Regions from separate parts of the Sus scrofa genome. Here regions 1, 2 and 3 are each linked to region 4. Evidence: chromatin contacts called from public HiChIP or PLAC-seq data. All regions are on one chromosome and are shown on one strand. Each heading gives the region's core, a stretch centred on a gene start, on an enhancer-like site or on the middle of the called end of the contact. The rest is flanking DNA. Distances are from core to core; before and after follow the strand shown. Region 1 holds the start of SAV1 (protein salvador homolog 1). Region 2 overlaps SAV1 (protein salvador homolog 1). Region 3 holds the start of KLHDC2 (kelch domain-containing protein 2). Region 4 holds the start of L2HGDH (L-2-hydroxyglutarate dehydrogenase, mitochondrial).

Evidence for each region. HiChIP or PLAC-seq counts read pairs in DNA pulled down with a chosen protein or histone mark.
Region 1: a contact with region 4 is called in an H3K27ac HiChIP or PLAC-seq map of skeletal muscle. The contact joins the promoter of SAV1 here to the promoter of L2HGDH in region 4. A contact is called at or near these places in 3 of 5 promoter capture datasets (fetal liver, fetal skeletal muscle and liver), 4 of 47 Hi-C or Micro-C datasets (embryonic fibroblasts, heart right ventricle, mesenteric adipose tissue and 1 more) and 2 of 2 datasets of contacts at active chromatin or transcription factors (alveolar macrophages and skeletal muscle).
Region 2: a contact with region 4 is called in an H3K27ac HiChIP or PLAC-seq map of skeletal muscle, with 2.9 times the contacts expected there. The contact joins the enhancer-like site here to the promoter of L2HGDH in region 4. A contact is called at or near these places in 2 of 47 Hi-C or Micro-C datasets (embryonic fibroblasts and fetal heart ventricle) and 2 of 2 datasets of contacts at active chromatin or transcription factors (alveolar macrophages and skeletal muscle).
Region 3: a contact with region 4 is called in an H3K27ac HiChIP or PLAC-seq map of alveolar macrophages. The contact joins the promoter of KLHDC2 here to the promoter of L2HGDH in region 4. A contact is called at or near these places in 2 of 47 Hi-C or Micro-C datasets (liver and skeletal muscle) and 1 of 2 datasets of contacts at active chromatin or transcription factors (alveolar macrophages).

Annotation. Positions count from the first base shown.
Region 1 is chr1:180,433,046-180,435,745 of Sscrofa11.1, forward strand. SAV1 (protein salvador homolog 1) reads right to left here and starts at 1,413. Exons shown (of 5, transcript XM_001927720.7): 1 at 929-1,413. The coding sequence starts at 1,022.
Region 2 is chr1:180,408,711-180,411,410 of Sscrofa11.1, forward strand. The region is part of intron 4 of SAV1 (protein salvador homolog 1); the gene reads right to left. Among named protein-coding and RNA genes, the nearest start is that of SAV1, 24 kb to the right of the region's middle. Within about 2 kb of position 1,326, at least 4 of the 83 cell types and tissues checked have an H3K27ac peak or open chromatin away from gene starts, as enhancers often do. A contact at or near this core is called in alveolar macrophages and skeletal muscle, where this site is marked.
Region 3 is chr1:179,607,767-179,610,466 of Sscrofa11.1, forward strand. It overlaps KLHDC2 (kelch domain-containing protein 2), which reads left to right and starts at 1,260. Exons shown (of 13, transcript XM_001925208.7): 1 at 1,260-2,700.
Region 4 is chr1:180,067,897-180,070,596 of Sscrofa11.1, forward strand. It overlaps L2HGDH (L-2-hydroxyglutarate dehydrogenase, mitochondrial), which reads right to left and starts at 1,272. Exons shown (of 10, transcript XM_001926818.5): 1 at 1,030-1,272. The coding sequence starts at 1,169. It overlaps ATP5S (ATP synthase subunit s, mitochondrial), which reads left to right and starts at 1,261. Exons shown (of 5, transcript XM_013993389.2): 1 at 1,261-1,411. The coding sequence starts at 1,276.

The DNA.
Region 1 (2,700 bases), core at 163-2,662, 370 kb after region 4:
ACAATATGAGGTAATGCTTAAGTCACAAGGTTAGGAGCCTCCCAGAAGAAAACTTACACAAAGGGCTCAGCCTGTAGAATGAGCACCAACAAATTAGCTCCTTACCTCACAGATGTTCTGAACACACGAAAATTAAAAATTCAATAGATTCAGCTGGAAAATTAGAATCAAATACTTAAAGTGAAGAGAAGAAAAGTGCCAGGGTAGGGTGGGAGAAAAATGCATTCTATTAGAGTTAAAAAAAAAAAAAGTTTTTGGTAACTTCCTGTAAAATATGAAATTATTTTGAGTACTTTGCCTTTTTGATTCTCGGCGGCGGGGGAGCTGGTATTTGAAGCAATTCTCACGAACACAGCCAAATACATATTTTGGCTCCTCTTCGCTAAGATCTACGATTGATGAGGCTTTAGGTAGCGGCTACAATAGCAATGATCACCTTTCATCTCCTTAAGTCTGCACCCAACAGCTGGGCTAAGGAATTCTACCCGAGAGTTCGCCCAATTTGCAGAACGGGCTAGTGACATCCGCAATGTTTGCAAACATACAGCAAATCTCGACGTAACTAGAAGAAAAAGTGTGCCCCAGTCTAATCACTTTAATTCCTATAAGCCCAGGGGATAAGCAATTTAAGTGTTTCCCAAAGAGCCTCTTTCTTCCAGTTAATCAAAACCAACAACACTGACGAAAGTAGACAGAGAAGTCTGTGGTTATTTGGGGGGGAGGGGGTCGGAGGTGGACGAATATAAGTTTCTTACTCTTCATCAGCTTTCATACAACCAACACCACTTTAAGCACAAGAAAATTTTAAAAACGAGTATTTCACAGATACCAAGGAGGAAAAGAAGCCGCGGAGAGAGGCGGCAGGCACTCTGCCCGGGTCCCCGTGGGCACCCCGGCCAGGTGTGGGCGCGCCCCGCCCGACACTCACTCCGCAGCAGAGGCGACGTCTCCTTCTTCACGTACTTCCCCTGCACCTCGGCCGGCTTGGACACTTCATTTTTGGTTTTCTTTCGGGACAGCATCCTTGTCCACAAGGCCTCAGGCCACGCCAAGAAGCCTCCCTAAGGCTCCGCGCCCGGCGCCGGGATTCCCCGCCGCCACCTCCGTCGGCGCCGCCGCCTCCTTCCCTCCGGAGCAGCCGCCGTCGCCTCCGCCTCCTCCTCCTCCTCCTCCTCCTCTCTGCAGCCCCGGGTCGCCCACAGGTACTGCCGCATGTTCGGGGCGCTACGCGCGCCGACCGCCGCTCAGTCGCTTCTCAGTTCCTTCCCGGAAGTCTGCCCGCTCCCCGACGCTGCCCGAGTACTCCGAGAGGAGAGGCCAGGGACGCCCGGCCAGGGCCATGGTCCGCCGCGGGCCGCCTAGTAACCGCTACGGCTGCTGCCGCCGCCGCCGCCGCCGCCGCCTACGTCCTGTAAACTTTCCCCGCGGCCGCTGGGAATTCTGGGAAACTCGACGCGGCGCGAGCGCCGCTGCCCTACCCCCACTCCAGCTCCTGGGAGCGGTGGCGCTACAGAACCGCTGGCCGAACTCTCCGCTAGCGGGCCGGCCCTGTAGCTGCAGCCACCTTCACTTCCCCCTCGGCGAGAAGCGGGTACCTCGGGCACTAGAGGTCTGAGGACAAAGCCTGCCAGACTGAGCGCCGGAGGCCGTGGCGCGCTCCTGCAACGGAGCCCCTTTTTACCCACAGATTTTTCTTCCCGGACCCTGAGGGAGCGGGTGGCGCGGGACAGCCGCATTCCTGTCCTCCTCCACGGCAGAGGACGCCCCTCTTAGAGTTTTTTGGGCTGGTGAATTCAGGTCCGTGTTCACACAGAACGCCAGTAGAGTTGAAGGGACACCACCCTTAGCTTAGCGCCGCACCAAAAAATAATCTAGATCCCTGATTTTGCGAAAGCATTAGGCCGTCCAACACTAATTAAACAGATATGAATCTGTCTCCTGAGTGCCAGGGAGTGCATCTTTCTGATGAGAAAACGGAGGAAAAAGCCAAATGTGATTTCTACTGTTTCCTATTTAAGACAATTTTGATGTTAGCATAATTTAATTATGACTGTCCTTACTTCCTAGCCACATTATTTCTTCTTAGAGTTGTCATGGAAATAACAATTATTCTACAATACGAGTAGAGAATAGTTTTCTTTGAGCCAAACTGAGAACTATAAACCCAGAAGACAGCTTCTCAGATAACTCTGGGAAGGTGCTCCAGAGAAAATGATTTTCTTAGTTTTGTAGCTTGATGTAATGAAGAACATTAAACCAGTCAGGAATATATTCCTTCAAGGTTTCAAAAAAAAAAAAAAAAATCAGCTAGGAACACAGGAGTCAGTATGGCCTTGGCACTTGGGAAGTGAGGCTTACCATTGAAGGTATACCAACACTGGCAGTTCCCAGAAAGTTACTTTTTTTTTTCTCTAAATGTTGTAGTTGTTGCTGTTCCCTTGTTCTTGCCCAAGTGTTGCTGAGTTGCCTGATTGATGTCGTTTGGTTGAGCCTCTGAAACGTACATGGCCAGATTTATGTCCTGCTCTGTAGCTCAAAAACAAGCCGTAACCCTTCAGCATCATTGGTGTCTAGCGTTGGACGCTTGGTTGGAGGCTTTGCAAGTGTTGCATCTATCTCATATTCAGAAATCCTGGACAGTTGTTCCTTTGTTGATTTATAATCACTGAAAGTGAATCAGCTTTTTGTTTCCTTGTGTTA
Region 2 (2,700 bases), core at 76-2,575, 340 kb after region 4:
TAGAGAAAGAACTTGACCTACAGCAAGGCATATATTTATATAATATTAAAGTTATACTTCTCAAATCATATTGCAGAATGGACATAACAGGAAGACCTTCAATTGTAAATTCTAATAAATTTATTCTTAGTAATTATTGACAAGATTTCCTACCTGATTGATGATCCTCTGATGGGGAACTCATTTACCATCTTATTCCCAAAGGAACATCTAACATTTTTTAAAAATGGACAAAGTAAACAAATACAGAGCTTGGCGTGCTGCCATACCTCTCTGTACAACTTGGGTATGTGTACTAGGAATACCAGAAGCACAAAACACAAGATCAAAAAGTAAACATTTTGTTGGATACCAAATTTACTAATTACTTAATGAGCACTGAAAATTTACTAATAGAAATATCTCTTTAGTGAGAAACTCCAACTACTTGCGGACATAAATTGGAGAACTAGCATGAGAAATACTCAATGAGCCCCTGTGAAAAAAGTTTTAAGATGTTTCCTAGAACTTCTGCCATTCATGTACCTTAAGATTTCACTTATTTGTTTGAAACAAATTCATAATTCCTAACAAAAACCTTCATCTTTCTAAGTCTGAACTACATTAACTAAGGAGCATTTCAGCAGTGTCCACAGATTCAAGATGCTTAAATTTATGCCAGGTGAACTCTAAAAATGTTAAAGCTCATTTATTGCCTATGTACTTTCTAGCAAGGGAGAAAAAAAAAAAAAGAGAGAATTAATAGGGTAATCTTGGTAAATACCGTGCTTATTCCCAATCACAGCATTTAGCATCAAGAATAGGATTCTGAGTAGAAGCAACAAAATCAGGATAATTAGTGAAAATACTTTGGGAAGAAGAAAAAGCACTTTAAGGAAAAGCATAAATGAGCAAAGTATGCAATGTGCCAATTTCCATTCCAAATTCTTGTCCCTGCTGTTTCTATGCAGTTACTTCCCTTCTGCCTATGCTTGCTTTTATTTTTTTAGAAAAGTATGTAATTCCCATTCTTCTTCACAAGCCAAATGATCTGCTTCAGTTTACCTTTTAGCCACTATGCTCTAAATACACAGGTAAATCATTCAGAAAATAGGCTGTAAACTACTCCAATATCCTTCCTTTTCTTATAGCACCTCTTTTGCTGTTTTTTCTTAGGGCAGTATTCTATCCAAACAGTACTTATAAATAACACATATATATATATATTCAAACAATAATTGCTGTAATGCTACCAAAAAAACCATGTGCACACTCCAGTGGATGCTGCCCTCAGGAGCCAAAAGCTGCTGTTCCCAGCCCTGGTTATTATAGTGTAGCCCCAGTTCCCTGTGCCTGTCTTATGTAACAGTGTACCCACTCCTTTCCTCCTACACCCAGAAATGAGTCAACAGTCATACAGCAGGAACACCAAGTCACAGGAATAAAATAAGGGTCTGTGCCACAATGCTGTTGGGTGTGTGTGTGTGTATGTGAAGAATAATGGAAAGTAAACATGTCCCTAATGGTCTTTTTCCTGTTAATGATTAAATCTTATAAATTTACCCTGTAGTTCAACTAGAATTACAGTTATATGATACATGACAGGCTTCTGTGAACAAATTTAGAAGCATAACTAAAATTAATAAAAATTTAAAACATCTGTTCTAAAGGTACATGTGCAAAAATTACTTTGCTAAATTATTGCTAAAGACAAAATTAAGGCATTTTTAGGAAATAAGATGTCAACTGTTTAACAAAAGGAAGAAACACGCTAATTTTTGGCTAAAACCTCTTTTTTATTAAGTAACTGATTCTCCATTATCTACTTCAAAGAACAGTTCACCTTTTGTTGACAAGACAATAGTAACCATTTCCATCCTCTTCAGAGATAAAAATTTAGGATCAACTAAAAGGTAACAGGTCTCTAGACCTCTTGTTTTAAGCAGTAAAATACATACTCTCTATTCTTACCGGCCAATTTTTGGAAAGTTCTGATCTATTTGGGGAAAAAAAAAAAAAAAAAAAAAAAAAAAGTTGATAGTTTCCTAAAGTTTTATAACTAGCTCATAGAACCTGAGTTGAAAGGGATTATAATCTTTGAGTTATTTTTTCTCATAAGAAGCAAAGAATTCCATTTTAGTACTATTTTTTCCCCAAAAAGGAAAAGCTTTCTATGTTATTTCTTTCTACAATGGCTATAGAGTAGCAATAACATAAAGTAGAAAGAATAACCCTCCTCAATCTTATCAGCTTCCAGAAGTGACAAATGTTTAACAGACACACATTCCTCCAGACTTAAGGAAATATATGAATATATTATATATGACTTAGGATCAGCATATGAACAAGAGCTATGTACAATACAAGGTCAGTGGTATCATGATTGAAAGAAGAGGGGAGAAAGGAAAAAAAGTCCATCTGGTATGATTCCTCATCCTATTCCTATACTATATGGATATTATCAGATAAAGAGGCTTCTGTAGGTTAGCTCAGACACCAAACTATGCTTAATTTCTGTGAATATGTACATAATTTCAAGTAAACTAAAGCCAAACTGCTGACAAGCTCTGTTTACACCTTGCAGGATAATATTTATAACTAAAACGTTAAAAAATACACTGACAAGGCCTAAATTTGACTTATGGGAAAAAAAATCCTAATGCTTTCAGATCAGAGTCCTCAAATACCATCTTGTCTTTCTGCACCAGGCCACAGAGATCA
Region 3 (2,700 bases), core at 10-2,509, 460 kb before region 4:
TTTGACTTTAGAATATTTCAAAGGAAAAGAATCGGTTTTAGAAGCAAATAATACCCCTTCCCACCTTTTTTTCCATTGTATTAATGTGAGTCTGTTGGAATTTCCTGTTTGATGAAGTTACTGTATGGTCCACCATGTGGGTATAGCAAGAACATTTCTTCTACCCATGCAATGGACTGAATATTTGTATCCCCACAAAATTCATATGTTGAAACCCAAAAAGACCCCCAATGTGAAATTTTCTGGAGGTGGGATATTTGAAAAGGTAATTAGGTTTAGATGAGGTCTTGAGGGTGAAGATCCCATGATGGGATTAGTGTCCTCCGAGGAAGGGAAGAGACCAGAGCTTGCACATGCTCTCTCTTCCCACCCTATGGAGATGCAGTGAGAAGGCAGCCACCTGCAAAGCCAGAAGAGGGCCCTCACTAAGAACCAAAGCTGTCAGCACCTTGATCTCGGACTTCCCAGCCTCCAGAACTGTGAAATGTCTGTTGTTTAAGCCACCAGGTCCATGGTATTTCATTATAGCTTCCTGAGCTTAGACACGCCTGAAGTCCATAGTTTACATTAAGGCTCACTCTTGGTGGTGTACATTTAATGGGTTTAGACAATTGTATAGTGATATGTATCCACCTTTATAGCATCATACGTAATATTTTCACTGCCCTCAAAATCCTGCTTTGCTCTGCCTGGTCCTTTCTCCCTCTGACCTCACCCTTGGCAACCATGGATATTTTACTGTCTTCATAGTTTGCCTTTTCCATGTTATATAATTAGAATTATATCATATGTGCCCTTTTCAGATTGGCTTATTTCACTGGTAATATGCATTTAAGTTCCCTACATGTCTTTTCATGGCTTCAAAAGATGCCTTATTTCTTTTCAACACTGAATAATATTCTATTGTCTGAATGTACTACAGTAATTTTTTATAATTTTCTACATAATCATGCCATCTATGAACAAAGGCACTTGATTTCTTCCTTCCCAACCTTTTCCCCCTTTTTGTCTTACTGCATAAGCGAAGACATCCAGTAGGCTGTTGAAAGGTAGTGGTGGGAGGGGATGTCCTTTCCTTATTCCTCTAGTTTCTCATCATTAAGAATAGTAGTAATTGTACATTTTTTGTAGATGTTCCTTACGAAGTTAAGGAAGTTCCTCTATATTCCTAGTTTGCCAAGAGGTTTGTTTTTTAATCATGAATAGGTGTTGGATGTTATTAAATGCTTTTTCTTTCTTTGTCTTTTTTTTTAAGGGCTGCACCTGTGGCATATGGAAGTTCCCAGGCCAGGGGTTGAATCAAAGCTGCAGCTGCTGGTCTACTGCCACAACCACAGCAGTGCAGGATCTGAGCCACATCTGTGACCTATACCGTAGCTCATGGCAATGCCAGATCCTTAACTCACTGAGCAGGGCCAGGGAGGAAACCCATGTCTTCATGGATACTAGTCAGGTTCATTACTGCTGAGCCACATCAGGAACTCTTAAAAGCATTAATAGATGCTTTTTCTGCATCTGTTAATATGATCATGTGATTTTTCTTCTTTAGCTTGTTGATATGATGGATTACACTGGTTGATTTTTGAACACTAAATCAGCCTTGCATACCTGGAATGAGTCCCATTTGGTTATAGTGTTTCTTTTTTAATTTTTTTGATTTGATAATACTTTGAAGATTTTGCATCTATGTTCATAAGAAATATTGGTCTGTTGTTTTCTTGTGATATATCTGTCTGGTTTGGGGATTAGAGTAATATTGGCCTCAGAATGAGTAAGAAGTATTCTCTTTGCTTGTGTCTTCTAAAAGAGATTGTAGAAAACTGGTATGGTTTCTTCCTTAAATGTTTGTTAGAATTTTACCAGTGGACTCATCTGGGCTTCCTGCTTTGTTTTAGAAGGTTATTATTGATTCAATTTCTTTAATAGATATGGGCTTATTCAGGTTATCTATTTTTTTCTTAGGAATTTTGGCAGATTGTGTCTTTGAGGGAATCAGACCATTGCATCTAGTTTATCAAATATGCAGGCACAGAGTTCTTCATAATATTTATAATACTTTTAATGTCCATGATATATGTAGTGATGTTCTGTTTCATTTCTGATATCAGTAATTTGTGTCTTTTCTTCTTAGCCTGGCTAGAGGTTTATTGATTTCACTATTTGAAGAACCAGCTTTTGGTTTTATCAGTTTTTCTCTGTTGATTTCCTGCTTTCAGTTTCATTGGTTTCTTTCTTTTCATCATCTCATTATTTTTTTCCTTCCGCTTATTTTGGATTTAATTCGCTCCTCTTTTTCTTATTTCCTAAGATGGAAACTTAGATGGTTGATTTTAGATCTTTCTTTTTTTTCTAACATAGGCACGCAATGCTATAAATTTCTAAGTACTGCTTTTACCCACCCTACAAATTTTGATAAGTTGTAAAGACACAGGCAGTGCTAAGGAAGAAATTTCAGGCTTAGAAAATTTTAGCGAGGAAGGCCATTTGTTGTACCAAGTGTTCCTTCTACATAGCAGTCCCAGCGTTATGATGAGCAAGGGAGAGGAAAATAAAGCACACTCCTCTCACCAAACACATCCACGTACAGATGCACCATTAGATCAGAGATTTAAGATGTAGTCTAGCCTAACTACATTTTGCAGGTGAGGAATCAAATTCAGATTACAATAATTCTTGACTTAACTGAAAAGGTTCAGGTAA
Region 4 (2,700 bases), core at 22-2,521:
TAAATTGGGTGAAAAAGGCTACATGAGTACTCTCTGCTCTTTTTAAACTTCCTATGGATCTTTAATTACCTCAAAATAAAAAGTATAAATGAAACTTCACTCACCTTACTTTTCTTCTCTTAAGAAAAAGTTCCTAAAAGAACTGTCTACATACCCACACGATGAATCACTAAATCCTATTCCACTCTAACCCCTCTCCAATCTACTAATACATAGCAGCCAGAGTCAACTTTTGAAACATCAACATTTAATCACTTCTTAGAAATCCTCTAAAAGACTCCTAGCGGTCTTAGAACAAGGTTTCATACATAGTTAACACAAAAACCCTGCTGTGGTGCAGCCCCTCTCCACACGGTCTCTGTTCCTCTAAGCTCCAGTCACACTGATCTTGCTCACATTCTAGTTCTCTCAACAACCAAGAACTTTCCAGCTTTGAAACCTTCGCATAAACCATTCCCTCTACAGATAGCAGAGAAAGTCTCCAAACTTCGAATCACAGGATGCTGAATTCTGCAGGGTTTGCCTAGCAACTAACTGAGCTGCTTCTCACAGGGGCAACTCTATGCAGCATGTGTGTGCCAAGAACTGATTTAAGACCGGTTTCAGACCTTCCAAGTAAAACCATGGAGGCCAGCGAATAAACAGCCTATTTGATTGTTTACAGTGTGCTAGGTCCTTTAATCCCGCAAACGACCACCTACGCAATAGACTAGGATCCTATTCACAGCTGAGCCTTTAAGGAGCTTAAGTAACCCTCCCAGAGTGGACTAGGAGGTGGTGGATTTGTATTCAAAGCCTCAAGTATTCTTGACCTCTACTCAACACTGCCTTTCTTACTCTTTTCCTCACAGACACTACGAACGATTCCAGCAGGTAGCTCCTGGGATCAGAGGTTGGAGCCCGGGCTGCACAAGATCTCGACCTTCTCTCGCGCCTAGGACAGGGAAACAGAGCAAGGGCAGAGGTCCAGCACCAGGCACTTCTGAGAGAAGCAGCGCAAGCGGCGGGGGCGGGCCAGCGGCTACTCACCTGGTGCTGGCTCTGCGGCCACCTTGGCACAACAGCCAGAGGTTCCCTGGCGCGGGCGCGCCAGCAGCGAGGAAGCCTCCGGAGAAAGCCCCGCGGGCACGTCCGTAGACGCTGCCCAGGTAACGCAGCGCCGGCACCATCACCGGTGCCCCACTCCTACCCTGCCTCAAGCCCCAGAAGCGGCCCTGGATCCCAGCACTGCCCAAGTCCCAGTGCTGTCTAGCCCCGCCTCTTGCGCAGGGGCCAATGAGAGGCGCGCCTTTGCCTCACGTGGGAGCCGCCATTAATGGCCAATGGGCGCGCGCGGCAAAGGGCGAAGGGCAGGCCGGCGCTACCGTAGACGCCAGGGACGCTCACTCGCTCCCTCCCTCCCTTCGACGCTGTGAGTAAGGAGCTAGTCCCCGAGCGGGGCGGGACTAGGGGGTGGTTACGCTCTGCCTTTTCCCTTCTGCCCTAGCTGGGCAGACTGAAAATCTGGCGTGCCGACTCTCGCGTCCTCGACTTCGCTGCCGAGTGGACTCGGGGCCGCGAGAGAAAGTCGGGGGATGATTATGGAAAAAATTTTGGTTTGGGCAGGCCCAACAACCTCCCTTTTCTAGGCCCCGCCTTCTCAACCTCCCTCTGTCTGCGACTCTCGAAGCCCAGCCCCGCGTCACTCAAGGCCCCGCCCCGCACCGGAGGCCCCACCCCCTCTCAACCCCTCTCCACGTCACTCAAGGCCCTTTGCTGGGCACCGCAGTCTCCCACCCACGTAGGGGCGCTCGCTGCCCCGCCCTAGCTTCATTCGAACCGAGGGTCTGTCATGGCAACGCCTGTTAGCCTGCAGTTTCCTGGACTTCTATATATGGGCCTCCTAGCGCGTCATTCTTTCAGTCATTTATTGGTCCTTTAAATATTAAGAGGCTTGGTGAACCAGAGGGCTTGGTCTCTATAATTATTTAGCAATCTGTTTCCTTTTCTTAAATCCTGGACCGAGATACAGTTTTAAATATGCTGTGCGGGGCTAAGAATAGCGACTCACCTGTGCAGGTCACTTCAGATCTGTTTATCTGTAAAATGAAGGAAGTGGACTATGTGATCTTTGAAAGACCTTTGTAAAACTACGTGATTCTGTATCGCTATGCCTGTTTATCGCTATGCTCCCTATGCTTGATGGAAGTTTTTAATCTTTAGGGTCAGGACAGCTGAAGGGAACGAAAATAGAATGATGTAGCCTTATTGCTGGAAGGGCTTGATACCTCTCTGAATTTGGCTCCACTTATTAATCAGGTAGCTTGGGGAAGTCATTTCACCTCTTCGCCTCAGAACCTCCTCTGTGAACTAGGAGTTCTCCCTCATAGGGCTTTTTTTGCAGATTATATGATATAAGGCTTATCAGATGTTTAGCACAGAAAAGTGTTCAATAAAATGATGGCTTTTGTTATGTTTAAATGGTTTTATCACCTGGACAGTTGTACATATTTTCTTTATTTGTGAAGACATTGTGGAATGTTACCTGCTCGTTCATCACAAATGAAAAAAAAAGAAATAGTTTTTAGTTCGATTTTTCATTTTGAGCTAATTGTAGATTCCCATGTAGTTGTAAGAAACAGTCAAGTGATAACATCTTCTAAAATGATCATACAATATCACAACCAGGAAAATGACATCGACACAGGCCATGGATCTTAT